Regions from separate parts of the Sus scrofa genome. Here region 2 is linked to region 1. The links are chromatin contacts, called in public HiChIP or PLAC-seq maps. All regions are on one chromosome and are shown on one strand. The core of a region is the stretch at or near the end of the contact, and the rest is flanking DNA. Distances in the headings are between cores, read along the strand shown.

Region 1 (2,728 bases), core at 145-2,644:
AATTTTCCAACTTAGCTCTCTGTGTTCTGTTTTCCATTTGACAGGAGGCAATGGCAAGAATGAGCAAAGTTGGGAAAGTTGTGTTTCCTAGATGTGAGGATAAAAGGTAAGTTAATACATTTTCCATGCACAATGCAGAGGAAGGAGGACAGCAAACACATGCAACTCTAGAGCTGGAATAAATCTCAGGGTTCAGCAATCCAGGCCTCTCATTAAGTAGGTGATTAAGTTCAGAGAGGTAAAGTCACTTTCAGTTCCCTAGGATTACAGAGCTAGGTAGGGCCAGACCTGGAGATCAGATACAAACTTTAAAATGTTTTATTATCATGGTTGATATACAATGTTGTGCCCATATCTGCTGTACAGCAGTGACTCAGTCATAAATATGTATATCACCAGCCCCCTCCCCCTTGGCAACTGCGCATCTGTTCTTGTCAGGGCAAGACAGGGGAGAATATTGTCAGTAGAGAAAATTATAACATATGCAGAATTATAAAGATGGAACCAGCATGGTATATTCAGGTAACTCTAAACAACTTATAATTCTGAAATACAAAGTATGAGATGGGGGATGGCAGGAAGTGAAACTGGATTTGGCAGGAACAAAGGGGGTCCTTTCATACAGAGTTTTGAGGCTGTGCTAAGGACCTCATACTTCATCCTAGTGCAGAATGGAGATACTGAATTTTAGGCAGTGGTGGAACCTACTCTGTTGTGGATATTAGAAAGATCCTTTTAGAAGATGCATTAGAGGGCTAAGGGTAGAAGCAGAGAGACCTAAGTTAGAGATGGAAAGCTTTTCAGTAATCCAAATGAGAGATGAAAAAGACCTATACTGAATCACTGGTAGTGAGCTTAGAGAGGAAGGAACAAGCGGCATTTATCATTTTAGGAAAGCATTTGAGATTAAGTCATAAAAGCAAATTCTACCTTATGTAATGGACAGTCAAAGGCACTGATCCTACTCAAGCACTATCAACATTTAACAGAATGGAACTATACACGGAAAAAACCATCTAGTGTCTTTTCATTTTCTTAAAAAAGGGTCTGAAAATGGAGCTGCATATAAACCATCCTGTAAATACCAGGGTCTGTGGAGCAAGTCCCTACATGGGGGAGCTCAATGCAGGAACCTTGAGAGTTCTGAGTTCCCCATGACAGTGGAGGCCCTGGGCCAGCAGCATCCCTCTCTTGTTGAAATTAGAAACAGATTATTCTTCTCCATCTCTTTACTGACCTTCCAAAGACTTTTGAAGGAAGTCTGTTTTTAAGTCCTTTGTGTAAACCCACGTATTCTTTGGAAAAGAATCCTTGGCTTCTTGCTGTCAGCTGGGAGCCCTCCTCTTTGAGGGAGGCACACACGATGCTCTAGCACCATCTGCAGGCGACTGGAAGATTTGCAAGGGGAAAGAGAGCCAGTTTGCTGAACTACTCTCATATCTCCTTGACTCAAATCACGTTAGTTATCTGTACCACACAGTTATCTGTGCCACACAGACCTAAGAACAGGAAAAAACATTTTTATATCATACAGCTGATAAAGTATTAATATCCATATGCAGAGTACTCTCCAAACTCAACAACCAAAAAACAAACAACCTAAATCAAAAATGGGCAAAGGACTTGAATAGACATTTCTCCAAAAATGATATATACATGGCCAATAAACACGTGAAAAGATATTCACCATCACTAAACATAGGGGAAATTCAAGTCAAAACTGCAGTGAGATAACAGTTTACACCCATTAGGGTGGCTACCGTCAAAAAAATAAAATAAAATAACAAGTGTTGACAAGAATGTAGAAGAATCGCACCCCTTGCATACTGTTGGTGGAGATGGACAATGGTGTGGCCATTGTAGAAAATAATATGGTGGTTCCTTAAACAATAAAGATAAACCACCATATAACCCAGAAATTGCACTTCTGAGTATGTGCCCAAAGAACTGAAATCAGGGTCTCAAAGAGATATTTATATACCTATGTTCATAGCAGCATTATACACAGTAGCTAGAACATGGAAGCAACCATATGTCTTATTAAGATAGAGAAAAAGGGGTATATAATACATACGATAGAATATTATTAAGCCTTAGAAAGGAAGGGTCTAATGAAATATGCTACAGTATGGATGAACCTTGAGGACGTTATGTTGGTGAAAAGAGCTAGTCACAAAATGACAAATATTACCTGATTCCACTTCTGTAAGGTTCTTTGAATAGTCAGATTCATAGAGACAGAAAGTAGCATGGTGATTTCCAGGGGATGGGGGGGAGAGGGGAGAATGGGTAGCTATTGTTTAATAGATAGAGTTTTACTTTTGCGAGATGAAAAGAGTTCTGTGGGTGGATGGTGGTGAGGACTGCACATGGTAATGTGAATGTACCTAGTGCCACTGGGTTGTACACTAAAAAGTGGCTAAAATGGTAAACTGCATATTTTACCACAACTTAAAAAATTGAAAAACAAAAAGCATAGGGAAAGAAGTACCTTGGACCTCAGCTTCCCATGCACACAAAAGGAAAAGTATAGTCTATTCATCATCTAACATTCCAGGATAACAGAAGGATGTAAGAACATTAGCTCACATTCATAAACACTTGACAGCCTGCAAAGTATTTCATGTTGATTTTCATGTTTAAAATTCAGTCACTCTATGATGTAGGTACTTTTTTTTTTTTCTTCTTCTCTTTTTAGGGCCGCACCTGAGGCATATGGAAGTTCCCA
Region 2 (2,728 bases), core at 107-2,606, 360 kb before region 1:
CCTCATTGAATATTTTTCTAAGTTCCTGAGAGAGTTCAAGATTTGTGAAGTGTTTGTAGCTTCATGATTTTTTTTTTTTTCAGTGCTGATGGATTTCAGGGTCTGGGACCTTAGAGAATGCAACACCCCCTCCATCCAGCCCTGCTCTCTCAGCCCCTAACTAGAGGGTAAAGAAGTTGGAAGGATAACAGGAAAGAGTAGGTCACAGAACCAGTGATTGGAGGAACTAGAGTTTTAAGCCATCACACTTTCCAGAAGTAGCCCCAGCCCCATTGACTCTTGGTTTATACACAGTAGGGAAAAACAAAAACAAACGAACAAAAAACACTGGACTTCAAATTGAGCTTGGACCCCCTTCAGCCTCTTTACATATGTGATTTTAGGGAAGTAACCTTGCTGAACATCTATTTCTTCATCTGCAAAATGGGGATAATATTACCTCCTTCATGATGATAATGATGATTTATTGAGGCAAATGATGATATTTAAGCCATACTAGTTGTATCTTTGTTGAGGGAAGCAGTAAGAGCTAGAGCTGTTCACTGGCATCTTCTGTGTCCTAAGAAATGGGTCGTAGGTTTTGCAAAGCAGCAAGGACTCCATAGTACCCCAAAGTGGCAGGTATTCCCGGGAGTGGAATTCTGGGAGGTCCAATTCCAGAGAAAACCAGGCACCAGGTTAGATACTTTATGTCTTAAATGTCCTTGTTTTCAAAAAAGTATCTAAAAGCCATTCAACAATATCAGGATTTAGACTTCAGTGTGTGTGTGTGTGTTTGTGTGTGTGGCCATTGGTGCAAGTCAGGACCTAAGGACTATAAAAATATTGATGCAACTGTCAGAGGTACATGGTATTTGACCTTCTATTAATAAAGACAAATTATTGCATTTCTGTGATATTTGAGTCTGCAAGAACTTCCCTTGATTCTGCTGGTACTTCTGCTCCCCAGCTCCTGGGGCTGCTGGGGTGAGGGACACGGGGTTGTGTTTCTGATTTATGAGGTGGAATAGTAGTCTGATTTACTCAACAGAAAGTCAGCGAAGGTTCAGATAACAACGGAGTGCAACTTCCTGAATGATAACCACAGCAACAACTCAAGCGTTTGGTGGCAGGACAGCAAGTTTGGCCAGAAGTCATCCACAAAATAAACTATGAGCCGGGTGGAATGACTAGTAGGTGAGCACAAATAAATAGAGGGCAAAGCAAATACTGAGCCCATGAAACTGGAAGCAGAAGGACTTCGAGGGAGGTTTTCTTGTGGACATTTGCAGGATGTCGGGAGTGGAGTGTTCATTGTGGCTGTTTGCTGACACCATCCCACTTCCTGTGTTGTTCCTTTTCACTCAAATTTCAATGGCAGGGCATGCCACCAGAGCAGGGTAGGGCAGTGTACCCTGCGTTACTTAAGAGACATCTCAGCTTACACAGGGCGGCATTTTTATTTTTCACCCTCGCCTGTGCTGCATTTGAAGAGAGTACTTTGGAATCAGCTCATCTAAGCCTCCAACTTCAAAGGGGGCTCATTCTTGTTTGACAACAGTCAAACATTTTTGCCAGTTCTTTGACCTTTAGAATAACATGCACTCAGGTCTGCCCTGTCAACTGTCTATAAAAATCCAAGCAGATCAACGACTTGATCTTTTCAAGAGCACATCTAAAGGACGGAGACCCTTCTAATTTTGTTCCTCTAGGACTTGTTTTGGGAAAACCCAGCTGCTGCTCCTAGTCTTAATGAGATGTGACTTTAGAAGGGTTGAGTCTGTGGGCCTCGACTTACATTGTGGTCCTGTACCCTTTTATTACAAATTACACATGATGTTTTTAGCCACTCACATCAGCATTTTTCCCCAGCTGCAGTCAATTTTATCTCATTCTTGTTGATCATGATCATTTGTGAAAGTATAAAAAGGAAAAACAACAACAACAACAACCAGTGTTTCCAAAGGCCATTTGCCATGGGGAAATAGAATATGTTGACCTTTCTGCTTGTGTCCATTTGGGGGCTTTGGCCATGAGGGTCAGGTCACATGTGGCTTCGGGAACTATTCCTTGGTGTGTTTCAGGCAGTCCAAATATCTTGAAATTTTGCAGAATGCGAAAGAAAAGCCAGAGGCTGGTGAGATTCAGCTAGAACCCAGTTGACTACTGAGGACAATAAAAATCTGATGCAACTTGTTTATGTCTTTGCAAAGTAGTAATAATAATAATATTACTTTACGTGTATATAGTTCCTATCTTCTTACAGAATTCAAAACAGTGTCCCTTTTTGTATGCCCTCTGTTTCAAAAATATATCTGAGATGTTGTATGTAAAATGATGCTGCCTGTAAAATGCAGGCACATCATCACGGAGAATAAGTGAATGTGGTGGTGGGAATCATATTTTATCAGAAGTACCTAAAATCAGGAATGAGGAAGCCTGTCAAGCTTCTAATAGTTATGAGGCAGTTTTGTATCTCAGTTTCAGTATCTATATTGTGAGGCTAATAATAGTACATTTCCCATTGATGGTATGAATACATGTAAAGCATTTACATCGTAATGCTTGTACATGGTACATTCTCAGTAAGTATTGTTGTTCATGTTGGTTCTAGAATAGGGCAAATATGAATATAAAAGTCCACTCTGTCCCTTATTGGTTTATACAGCCTTGGACAGTACTGGTAATGATCAATTTGGTTGCAGTTTATTGAATATAACTTCTACTGCCAAACATTATATGGTACTTG

The links. HiChIP or PLAC-seq counts read pairs in DNA pulled down with a chosen protein or histone mark.
Region 2: a contact with region 1 is called in an H3K27ac HiChIP or PLAC-seq map of alveolar macrophages. The contact joins two enhancer-like sites. A contact is called at or near these places in 2 of 47 Hi-C or Micro-C datasets (embryonic fibroblasts and fibroblasts) and 2 of 2 datasets of contacts at active chromatin or transcription factors (alveolar macrophages and skeletal muscle).

The regions. Positions count from the first base shown.
Region 1 is chr6:152,759,342-152,762,069 of Sscrofa11.1, reverse strand. FGGY (FGGY carbohydrate kinase domain-containing protein) reads left to right here. Exons shown (of 16, transcript XM_021097811.1): 15 at 45-106. Among named protein-coding and RNA genes, the nearest start is that of HOOK1, 51 kb to the right of the region's middle. Within about 2 kb of position 1,394, at least 7 of the 83 cell types and tissues checked have an H3K27ac peak or open chromatin away from gene starts, as enhancers often do. A contact at or near this core is called in alveolar macrophages, where this site is marked.
Region 2 is chr6:153,118,354-153,121,081 of Sscrofa11.1, reverse strand. All of the region lies in intron 5 of FGGY (FGGY carbohydrate kinase domain-containing protein), which reads left to right. Among named protein-coding and RNA genes, the nearest start is that of FGGY, 93 kb to the left of the region's middle. Within about 2 kb of position 1,356, at least 15 of the 83 cell types and tissues checked have an H3K27ac peak or open chromatin away from gene starts, as enhancers often do. A contact at or near this core is called in alveolar macrophages, where this site is marked.